2 separate regions of the Callithrix jacchus genome follow, and region 2 is linked to region 1. The links are chromatin contacts, called in public Hi-C maps. All regions are on one chromosome and are shown on one strand. Each heading gives the region's core, a stretch centred on a gene start, on an enhancer-like site or on the middle of the called end of the contact. The rest is flanking DNA. Distances are from core to core; before and after follow the strand shown. Region 1 holds the start of VARS2 (valyl-tRNA synthetase 2, mitochondrial). Region 2 has its middle 45 kb from the start of MUC22.

Region 1 (5,570 bases), core at 2,685-5,184:
ACTGGGGATTCTCAGGGTCCTAATCACAAATGCTGTACATTCTCCAGGGTGAGCACCTGTGCAGGGGCAGGACATCCAGTGCTGTCATCACCTACAATCAGCCCCTCCTACAAGAAGCTTCCTCTGACAATTCTAGCTCATCTGTCTTCCCTTTCTCTGAGCTCTTCAGAACGTTTACCCTAAACACACCTTAGAACTGATCTTATGTCTCTTTCCTGGGTAGCGCACTCCTGCAGAATCACACCAAGCTCTCAAAGGGCAGCGACCACCCGCACTTTTTGCACATCCCCCAGAAGACCCAGGCAGAGTAAGTGCCCGCACCGAGGTGAACACTACCAAGGTTCATGTGGGAGACAGACTGATGGGTTCCTAGCATCCCAGCATGGGCTCCAGAAAGCAGGGAAAATAGAGGTAAACGGGTGACCCTGCAGAGGACTTTGCTCACCAGGCTCTCCATCCACTGGGAAGGCAACAGAAAATAGGAGGCCAAAAGACACAGGGGTGGGGCAGCCAGGCAGTCGAAGCTCTGTGTGGCCAGGCAGCGGCCGGTTCTCCACCTGGAGGCACCAAGAGAGCTGGGTCAGAGGGCAGCCTTTCTGTAAGGCTCGTACCCAGGTTTCACTCTGCCACTCATCCACCTGCCCAGCCTCCCTGCAACCCATCTAAAAGCCATCTGGAGGATTCAGGAGCCACCTCCATCCACCTTCATCCAATGCTTGTGTAGTCACACTTCTAATAAATATTCACTGAGCACTTAAGCCACAGCCAGGTTATGTTGCCAAGCACCTTTGTGAATTCTCATTTAATTTTTACAACACCCCACAATGCAAGCATTCCATCATCTCTAATTTACAGACTGAGGAAGCTGAGGCTTAAAGAGACTAAACAGCCTGCCAAAAGCCACAAAGCCCTCACAGGAAGCCCTTAGATTTGAATCTAGGCACCCTAGCTCCAGAGTCTGAGCTCTTAACCATTGACCACTCTGCCTCAGAGCTCTCCCAAACCTGCTTCTCTTGCTCCACCTTACCTCAATGTCTGAGATGGCTGATCTTAAAGCACACGACCAGTTGACAAGCTGATGGTTCCGGTACAGCAACCCCGCCTTGTGAAGTCGCACAAAAGCTTCAGTCACAGCCACTGAGGAGCCCTGGAATGACCTGAGTGTCCACCTCTAACAGCGGTTGCTCAGCCCATCACCCTATTTAGGGACCCAGGCATTGCCACCTCCCTGCCCCACAGAGATTTCTAAACATCCTCCAACACTCACAGGGACCAAGGCACAGAAACACTCACAGCATCCATGGTAAAACACTCTCGATCCCAGTCCAGGGAGGCACCCAGAGCTTGCAGCTGCTCATAGATCTCTCCACCTTTCCTGTGCCCAGAGAGATCCTTGTCAGCAAATGCTTCCCAAGCACTTCCCATATACCAGGCCCAGCAATGCCCCCAGCAATGCCAGGTGCTGGATGAAGATCAAATGAGGATGGCATTGATCCAGCCTCTACAGGCTAATAGAAACAGACTCACAAACCCAGTATGGGGTTTTCTAAGATATTTAAAGAGGCAAAAGGTTCTATAGGGAGAGAGGAGGGCCAGCCACATTGTGTGATATCCAAGGATGCTTCACAGAGAAGATAACATGAGATAACAGACCTGGAAGAATGAGGGTAATTCCATGACAATTGGAACGTAGGAATGGGTGAGTGGAAGAAGTTGAGATTTACACAAGAGAAAGTGGGGTAAGTAGAGAGAAAGAAAAAATGCACAAACACACGAACATTCAAATACATATATAATATACACACAGACACACACACACAAATGGCTTGGAAACGCCACCAAACATTAAGGGGCTCCAGAGCTTCCATCTCTGTGTTGGGACTACAAGTCAGGAGTGATAGTGGTGGGACATAAGAACTCAAATCTGCCATCTGGGCCCCCCTACCCCTGCCCATCATACTCACGCCTCCTTCCACTGCCACACTTCCCTAAGGAAGTCCTCCTGGCTCAGCTCATGTCTCCTCACTCCCCGTTCCTTCCACAGTTGTTTTTCTACTACAGCCTGCAGTTGGATTCAGGGGAAATGAACAGTCAGGTTGGTTTCAGGGAAGAAACTGCTTTCACCCAAGAAAAGGAACATATAACAAAAGACATACTTGTGTAGCGATTCCCGCGTGATCGGAACCAGGGACCCACAGCACTTGATCCCCACGCATTCGATGCCTGCAACAGAAATGCCCTCCCGTGAGCACCTGTGCTTAAATGTTTATCCTCACTCATTCCTACCCTTCCTACTTCCCTTCCAAGAACTCAAGCAGCCTCCACTCCCCTCTCACCAGCGCACGAGGGCATCCTGTATGGCCACCGTGAGTGCGTGGCCGATGTGCAAGGAGCCAGTGACATTGGGAGGTGGGATACACATGGAAAAGGTCTCCCCTGTAGCTTGGGGCAGCTGGGCCTAGAGGAAGAAAAAATGTCAAAGGGCAAGAGAGAATTGGATTGAGGAAACAGCACCCTCTGCTGTCTCCAAAACAAAAAAACTTCAGGGAAGAACTGTCCTGCAAATAACAGGAGGGTGGAGAGGAGGGAATCGCCCAGGGGGAACCTGCCAAGAGAAATCTTTGGAGACACCAGGGCCAGAAAGAAGGCAAAGTCTACAATGTCAGCTCAACTCTGAGGTTCCAGTTGTATTCAAGGGCCACTCTGTCCTGAAGAACATTTAGGACCTCTCCCCACCAGATACGAACCTGATATTCTGGTTTGAAGAAGCCCTCTCGTACCCACCACGGGTACCAGGCAGCCTCAACATATCGGGGGCTGTATGCAGGAGGCAGGGGCCCCGAGACATCTGTGGAGGTAAGGAGAGCTCCACTAACCACTGAACATGTTCCCAAGCTGCATTTCGGCGGGCCAAATGGGTAACACAAATGGGAAAGAAAAGACCTTTTTACTTATTCTACTTACCTTTCTTTTCACCGGGTTTCGTAGGGATTTCATACAATACTACCTCCTTAGGACTCCAGGCCTTAATGGATTCTGCAGGCGACTGAGGAGAAAAAGCAGAAGAGGCTGGGATCCAGTATACCCCAGACATCTGCATTTCAGCGCATCTCGTCCAGCCCCTCCCAAATCTCAGAAACCCAAGAACTAGCTGTCTGACCCCTAACCTTGCTCTCCCCTGCTATCCCAGCCTCTAGAGTCGCCTGCTTCTCTCGCAAGCGCTTCTGTTTGGCTTCACGGTTCCTCCGGGAGATGGGAGATCCATGGGGTTCCGACTGTGTAGAAACGGGATGGAACCTGGGGAGGCCCCATGAGGGCCTCAGCCCCAAAATAGGTGGTCGAAAAGAGGATAGAGACAAATGAGGCATCAGGAGTATTTGGAAAGGGGCTGAGATCTGTTCTGGATAGAGAGAGAGCACATTAGGATACGGGGGTGCAGGAGGCTCACTCTCCTTGTTCCATCTTTCCCGGCTCTGATCAGCACGGGTCTGTTAATCCCTCCCACACCACGTTTCCTCCTGGAGGGCTAGAGTGGCATAGTGTCGACAGACAGTGTCGTGGAGCCACGGAGACCAGGGCTCTTCCGGAGCACGGCCGGAGTGTCTAAACTTGGCCGTAACCACTGACACATGTGAGGGGAGGGCACAGAAATTCAGGGAGATGATGGCCATCAGCGCTCCCAGGAGCAAGCAAGGAGTCCTGGCAGGGCCGCTACGATCTCCGCCAGCCCAGGGGCCTCCTGCAGCGCCCACAGCTCGGCGCGGCCTGGCCTTCCCGCCTATACCAACGCGTTGACCCAGGCTCCGCAGCGCTTCCCACTTCTCAGAGAACGCCCCAGCATGCGCTCACCGCGAGATCCCGCCGCTATCCCAGGGCGCCCCGCGGCTGCAGGGACTGGGGACTCCACCTACCCCGGACCCTGGAACTTGGCCGCGGAGCCGCGCGGCGCATGGGGGCGGGGCTCAGGCCGACGCATGCGCAGCAGCTTGCTTCGGCCTCACCCTCTCCCTCCCGGTCCAACGGCAGTAAACGCAGAGGACGGCGTTCGCAGCGAAGGCAGACCCCACAGGGAGGCGCCTGGGACCGCACTGTTCACTATCACAACTTTATTAGACAAGAAAAGTCCCGACGCGTAAATAAAAAACACCTGAGTTCTGAAGCCCCGCCCCGCCCGGTCCCGCCTGCCGAGGTCCGTCCGGGTCCTAGTCCTGCCCTCTCAGGAGCTGTGTTTCTGCCGCTTCCAAAAGCGCTTGACGTCGCTGTGCCCGGCTGGGGTCACCACCATGAGCCTCTTGGCCGAGTTCTCGAACACCAGCACGCCCAACTCGCGCGCGTGGGCCAGCAGCAGCTCAAAGTCCACTTGCGACAGGAACTGGTTATACAGGACGCCTGGGGTCGGCAGAACGGGAGGGGCGTCGGGAGAAGATGAGAAAGTGAGGTTCGGAGCTCCTGCTGGAAATCCCCCCAGCTCCTTCGTGGCAGCCCTGGAGAGTGGTCTGGGCTTTCCCCCACTGCAGTTCTAGAAACTAATGATCTATGCTTGTCTGCTCAGGGGTTTATCTTAATACCAGTGTGATCGGTCATATTCATAAAGGCCCAATAGAAATTACTGTGAATTATTCCCTCCCCTAGGGACTCACCCCAAAACAAAAAACTCTCTTGCCACCTTTTTTCTCCTATTTCATGAAGTAAAAATTAAAATGCATGTAACGCTTTTACAGCTTATCAACACTGAATTGCCTGCCCATCCTCTGACCAATGACCAAGCCTTGGCCACCAAAAGCGACTCACCCTCGGTGAACCGGAGTCTGTCCCTTTCCAGCTCCCAGAGCCGGATCTGGTCCGTGATGGTGGGGGGGAGCACAGGTGTCTGCAAGGAGCAAGAGTTGGCTGTAGGGACTCAGGAATACTGCCCCAGACTACCTGGCCCTCCGCTCCTTCCCCAGATTTGGATGCCCGTTTTTCTTTTCCATCATCTGTCTCATCACCAGCTGCCAGCCTCTGACATCTTGAAGCCTGCCTGTACCTGTTTGAGCATCACTGGATGGGCCCTTGTCCTTAGGAAATGGATTATCTAGGAAAACAGACAAGAATGGCATGAGGGCTCCAGCAAGAGGACACGAAAGCCATCTGAGCTGTCACCTAATGTCACTGGAACATCAGCTTACTCTAAAAACTCCTAACCGCTGTCATCAACTCCACCCATCCCAGTTCAGCTGTTATCCCAAGTTGCTGCTCCCAGTGGTCACGTCTGCTATTCCTTCTCTGGCACATTTGCCCTTTCCAGTAATGTTTTGCTTTTCTTTCTTTAAAATAGCAACAGCTACTATTTTTTTTTTTAGCACTTATTGCATGGCAGGCGCTGAGCTCAATGCTTTACCCAGATTCTTTCAATGAATTATCCCAACAGCCCTGAGGTGAGAACTGTTACTTACTAGATGAAGAAACAGGCTCACAGAGGCAAAGCAACTAGGTCTAGTGTAAGCAGTTAGGATATGGTGGTGCCACGGCACAAATCCAGAGCTATACCTCCGCCTTCCATTTCTTCCCCATCAAGGGTCTGCCTATTC
Region 2 (6,226 bases), core at 1,172-3,671, 180 kb before region 1:
ACCCTCCCTCTACTAAAAATACAAACATTATCCAGGCATGATGGTGAGAGCCTGTGATCACAGCTACTTGGGAGCCTGAGTTGGGAGAACTGTTTGAACCCAGGAGGTAGAGTTTGCAATGAACCAAGATGGCATCACTGCACTCCAGCCTGGGCAAAAGAGTGGGACTCCATCTCAGTAAAAAAAAAGAAAAGAAAAGAGAGAGAGAGAGAGAGAGAAAGAAAGATGGGACCATTGGTTGCCATGGACACTGTTTCCACAGCTACTTTGCTGTTTTGATTGTGTATTGTTTGAAGGGCTCTGCTATGAGAAAAATATAACTATTTCTTGATTTAACCATGATAGACAATAAATGGATAAAATCCACTTAATAAATAAAATAAGGCTGAGACAGATTAAATACACTATTAAGGGGAAGAACTAGACTAGAACCCAGGTTTCCTGGCTTTTTATCTGGTGTCTGTTTTCACTCTGTAACTCACTTAGAGTCACAGGATCACTGACTCACAGATTCTGTGTGACAAAGATAAGCAGAAACAAAGTCACTGTAGCAAAATGTCCCTAAAGGCAGGACACCAGCTCACTGCTGTATCTTCAGTGTTGACACCAGTGTGCTTGTCCAGTAATCAGCACTTAATAAATGTGAGTAGAATGAGTGAATTAATTCATTAATGCTTTAGTTGTTTAGTTCATAAGTGAGGGAACAAGCATCTGGAAATGTTAAGTGAATCACTGAAAGCCATTTACAAATATATGTGTGTGTATATACATATATATGTATACATATGTATATATATATTATTATTTTTTTAAATAGAGACAGGGTCTCGCTATGTTGCCCAGGATGGTCTTGAACTCCTGAGCTCCAGCAATCCACTTGCCTTGGCCTCCCAAGGTGCTGGGTTACAGGCATGAGCCACTGCACCCAGCTGAAAGTCATTTGTATTTTGAAGATTATAAGACACATATATTTTTTTCATATCTATCATCTCTTGAATAGGGATGCATCTTGCAATCCATGGCGTGTCATAGTTTAATTTGCTGTGCTTCTCTCTTAGTGATGCATGAAATAATGGTACGTTTTCCAGCAGCGGAGCCTTACATGCAATGAGGAATGGCAGTTGTTTGTGGACATATGCTGTGTCTCATGCCAGTGAGTGCATGGAAAGGAGGAGGTGGGGTGACCCCGTGGGATGCAACACAAGTCAACTTCTCCAGGCCCTCAGAAGTGGCACTCCATTCCAGAGAGGCGCCCATCTCGCAGAGGGCCACTACCCGGTCATTGCCACTAGGAGGCGTACCACAGGCAGTCCTGGGGCCTCTCTTGACAAGTCTATTTGTTGCTATGGATATTGTTTCCATAGTTGCTTTAACTGGCGGCATTTCCCCTCAGTATCCGTTTTTGCATGCTGAATATATATTATAATCCAATCTTCATCCTTGTCAATGTAACAATGTTATCATACCTAGATTTTTCTAATGGGCAGTTTTCATCAATTGTGACTTCATGGTGTTTGACTTTACTAGTGAGTTCTGCTTTTTAAAAATATTTGCAGCCTCCGTGTTCCAGTATACAATACTGCATTATGCCTCAGCTCAATTCCCAAATTGGGTGTCCACTGCAAGCAACTAAGTGCAAGTAGTGAATACTAATCCAAACGAAAGAATGGGTTGGTTGTGGTGTCGTGCTAGAGAAAATTCCTCTGCTCCGCGGTGCATCAGTAGCTCATTTTGCCTGATTACATTTGACTACGTTGCTGGTGGTAAATATCACTGCTGAAAGCTCCATGAATTTCTTAAAGGTCTCCAAAGAAGGTGTGGAACATGAAAGCATTTCACAACATTTGCATGTACATGACAGCAATATTCATTCGCTTCTGCCAGGCATCCTGAAGGCAAAAACTATTTACTTGGCTCCCCACTGTGTCCTCAGAGCCACGTATAGGCTTATATGTCCTTGGAAAGACATGATGGATGATTAAAGGAATCATCCGTGCCACCTCCTCCTCTCATGGGTGGAAGGTAGAAGCTGAAAAAGTCTTCAGGATATAGAAACTCACGAATACCTCGAAGCCAACTTGGTTCAGGGCTGCTGCCTAAAACACTCTGGGTGAGGTCCTGAGTTGAAAATAAAACATCCCTGCTGTGTTCAGTCTTCAAATTCTTTCAAGGGTGAGGCCTGAGAAGTCGCAAATATTTTAAAAAATAGAACTCACAAGTGAAAGCAAATAAATGCCCTAAATGTCAAAATTGATGACACGTTCCCTACCATCTGTCGCATACATGACGATGTTTTTTCTGTGTATCTGCAACTTGTTTTCAGGCTGGGGGCTCCCCAAGAATAGGGACTGTGTCTGGTTTTTCTTGCTTGGCTCAAAACACAGTACAGATTGAAGGAAAGATGCGAGAGCCTGCTGTTGCAAGCCTAAAGAAGAGAAGACTGAAAGACGAAAGTGTTCATGCCTGCGAATGCTTTTTGTAATGAAAGTGCAGAGCAGTGCATCACTTGAGATTCGGCCCAAATGAGATAAAAAGTGAGTGATCCTGGAGCCAGGAAACCTGAGTTTAACTCCCCGCTACCCCCACCCCGCCACTTACCATTTAGGAAGTTTGGGGACAATTTATTTAACAGCTCTGAACGTCAGTCTTTCATTTCTAAGACAGGATAGTTTTCCTATCTCAGAGGTGGTGTGAAGATCAAAAGAAACCACATATGTGACAGCAGCACAAAGTGCCCCACAGCTGTGTCATAAGTCTCAGGTCAGTTACCCCATCCCTTGGGAAGCTTTCCAGGATCTGCACAGGCTGAATGACGTCCCTTCTCTGGGCTCTGCCCCAAAAGCATTCCTTTATTATAGCACTTAGCATGTCGCACTGTAATTGCTGGTTTTCTTGTCCTTGAGGGGAAGAACTACATCATTCACTTCTGTCAGTCTGCTGTCTCTGTTCCCAAAGGAACTCCCAGCACATATTAGGCAGTTATTAAATAAATCATAATTTCCTTGGTTTACAAATAAGACCAAAACAGAAGAAATAGTGCCAAAAGAAAGAATGCATTTATTCATTTATTTCAAAATGTGTATTTTTTTTTTGTTTGTTATTTTTTTTTAAGATGGGGTTTCACCACGTTGGTCAAGCTGGTCTTGAACTCCCGACCTCAGGTGATCCACCCACCTTGGCCTCCAAAGTGCTTGGATTGCAGGCGTGAGACACAACGCCCGGCTCAAAATATGTATTTCATCCAATCTAAGATAGCATTGAATACAAAATGCACCATTACTTATGCCCACTAAGGAGAAAAGAGTGCTACTGACTGGTTCACGATGTGCTATCGCTGTAAGACACATTCCCATTTTTAAAAGTTTCTTGACGTTTTTTAAGGCAGTGTCTCAGGATGTTGTCCAGGCAGGTCTCTAACTCCTAGCTTTGGGCAATCCTCCCACCTCGTCCTCCAAAGTTGCTGGGATTACAGGCCTGAACCACTGCATCCAGTGGACATCTCCATTTTATTTTTATTTTCAATTTAATTTTTTTTTGAGAGAGCGTCTCACTCTGTCACCCAGGCTGGAGCGCAGTGGCACGATCTTAGTTCACTGCAACCTTCACCTCCCAGGTTCAAGTGATTCCTGTAAAATGGAGATGTTGACTGGGCGCGGTGGCTCAAGCCTGTAATCCCTCCACTTTGGGAGGGCGAGGCGGGTGGATCACGAGGTCAAGAGATCAAGACCCATCCTGGTCAACATGGTGAAACCCCGTCTCTACTAAAAATACAAAAAATTAGCTGGGCATGGTGGCACGTGCCTGTAATCCCAGCTACTCAGGAGGCTGAGGCAGGAGAATTGCCTGAACTCAGGAGACGGAGGTTGCGGTGAGCCGAGATCACGCTATTGCACTGCAGCCTGGGTAACAAGAGTGAAACTCCGTCTGAAAAAAAAAAAAGACGGGACTGGACCAGAATGTGCATTCGCAGACATTTTCATGAGAGGTGACACATCCCCAAAAGGCATAAATCCTGTTCAGACACAGTTCCAGAGGGGTGTGCTTGTTTGCCTGTTGTCCTCAATCTGGACATGTGCAAGTTGGGTTAGCTGGACCTGGTATGACTCCTTGATGACACCTGAAGAGATCCTTTAAACACCAGGCTTTATAAAGAGAAAAGGAGGATTAGCTGAGTGGGGCTGATGGAATGAACTGTATGCATTTACCAAAGGCATGGAATGCACAGATACGTGTGACAACTTACAAGTGTCATCTGAGTATTAGTATATTATGATTTAGGAGTCAACTACCAAATCTTGTAGTTCAGGGTCCCAGGAGTGGTTACAAAGGTATTTCGCTTATTCATTGAGGCTTCTTTTTTTTCTCCTTTTCCTTCTGGGTGTTTCTGCAGCATCTTCTCCTTGTCTTTTCTACCTTCAATACTCTCCAGAGATCAGATCCTCATGCATATCTTTCTGGGTCCTCAAATGCTAAAACCATACTGTCCTTCCCGGTAGCACCCTGAAAGTGTGGCCTCATTCTAGAGAAGGCTACATGGCAAGTTGAGGGAGGCTGACTCGGCAAAGCCCCTGTGCCTCTGGCGGAACTGCTGCCACAAAGGGACGTGGGTGTCTTGGGAACAATTAGTACAGGCCGGTTGCTATTGACTTTAAGCATGTCCCTTATGCCTCCATTCTATGTACAACTCTGGGATCTTTGGGAAACAGCAAACAAGACTGAGATTGAATTTGCCTCTAAACTGACAGGAGCAGAAATTAACATGTTCTCTCTTTTATTTTTCTTTTTGAGACAGGAGGAGGGCAGTGGTGTGATCACAGCTCACTGCAGCCTTGACCTCCTGGGCTCAAGCAATCCGCTCACCTCAGCCTCCCAAGTAGCTGGAACTACAGACATACACTACCATGCCCAGCTTATTTTTTGTTTTTTTGTAGAGATGAGATCTTACTATGTTCTCCAGACGGTTCTTGACCACCAGGCCTCGAGCAATCCTCCTGCCTCAGCCTCCCAAAGTGTTGGAATTACAGGCATGAGCCACTGCGTCCAGCCTCCTTTCCTTTTTTTTTTTTTTTTTTTTTTTGTCTGAGACAGGATCTTTCTCTGTCACCCAGGCTGGAGTACAGTGGCATAATCTTTGCTCACTGCAGCCTCCACCTCCTGGGCTCAAGCGAGCCTCTTGCCTCAGCATCCCAAGTATCTGAAACTACAGGCATGCGCCACCACATTCAGCTAACTTTTTTTATTTTTAGTAGAGACAAAGTCTCACTATGTTGCCAAGGCTGGTGTAGATCCTCCCACCTCGGTCTGCCAAAGTTCTGGGATTACAGATGTGTCACCCTGCCTGGCCAGAAATTAACTTGATTGAAATAAAAGCAAAGCTTTTGATATACTAGCATTTTTGCATGCATGCTTTTGCATGCTGAAGTTTCTAGGTTAAGAGTTACAGGAGCTATGCTCTTTACAGAGATTTCATGGTCTCTTCAATTGCTCAACGTTGTCCTTGAGGTGCAGAAACTCAAGTACACAGACTTCTCAGCTAGAATTTGTAGCTCTAGCAATTCCTTTGTTTATTGCACAAACCTAGCATGTAGTGAGACCAAAAGTTCCGCCCCCTTGAAGACCAAGGCAGACTCTGGAATTCCTTGTGCTTGCCAATGCCCTTTGATGAATGCCCATTCCCAAACCCCAGCCTGAACTGCAGGAGGAGGATTTATTTATTTTGTTTTTGAGACGGAGTCTCACTCTGTTGCTCAGGCTGGAGTGCAATGGTGGGATCTCGGCTCACTGCATCCTCCTCCTCCCGGGTTTAAGTGATTCTCCTGCCTCAGCCTCCTGAATAACTGGGATTACAGGCGCCCACCACTATGCCTGGCTAATTTTTGTATTTTTGGTAGAGACAGGGTTTCACCATGTTAGTCAGGCTGGTTTTGAACTCCTGATCCGTCTCCTCAGGTGATCCGTCTGCCTAGGCCTCCGAAAGTGCTGGAATTACAGGCATGAGCCACTGTGCCTGGCTGGAGGATTTTATAGAGACACATTGGACTTTTCCTGCCTGTGTATGAACTAAGAGACTCTTCTGTCAGTCTTTTTCCCTGTAATAAACTGATATTAATGCCAGTATTTCTAATCACAAAATTCTTCCTTGGCCACTTGCTGCCTCCATGGGGGCAGAAAAGGGAGATCATTTTGTCATTCTTCCACTCTGCACTATGTGTAGCTCCCATATTCC

The links. A called contact is a pair of places that touch in the nucleus more often than the background predicts.
Region 2: a contact with region 1 is called in a Hi-C map of induced pluripotent stem cells, with 2.9 times the contacts expected there. The contact joins the enhancer-like site here to the promoter of VARS2 in region 1. A contact is called at or near these places in 2 of 3 Hi-C or Micro-C datasets (induced pluripotent stem cells and skeletal muscle).

Annotation. Positions count from the first base shown.
Region 1 is chr4:35,708,020-35,713,589 of calJac240_pri, reverse strand. VARS2 (valyl-tRNA synthetase 2, mitochondrial) reads right to left here and starts at 3,934. Exons shown (of 29, transcript XR_013533899.1): 1 at 3,850-3,934; 2 at 3,168-3,400; 3 at 2,965-3,046; 4 at 2,748-2,848; 5 at 2,337-2,458; 6 at 2,157-2,223; 7 at 1,965-2,062; 8 at 1,294-1,375; 9 at 1,028-1,147; 10 at 446-557. GTF2H4 (general transcription factor IIH subunit 4) reads right to left here. Exons shown (of 12, transcript XM_078368551.1): 10 at 5,027-5,074; 11 at 4,792-4,870; 12 at 4,092-4,389. The coding sequence ends at 4,217.
Region 2 is chr4:35,882,461-35,888,686 of calJac240_pri, reverse strand. No RefSeq gene overlaps it. Among named protein-coding and RNA genes, the nearest start is that of MUC22, 45 kb to the right of the region's middle. Within about 2 kb of position 2,421, at least 2 of the 16 cell types and tissues checked have an H3K27ac peak or open chromatin away from gene starts, as enhancers often do.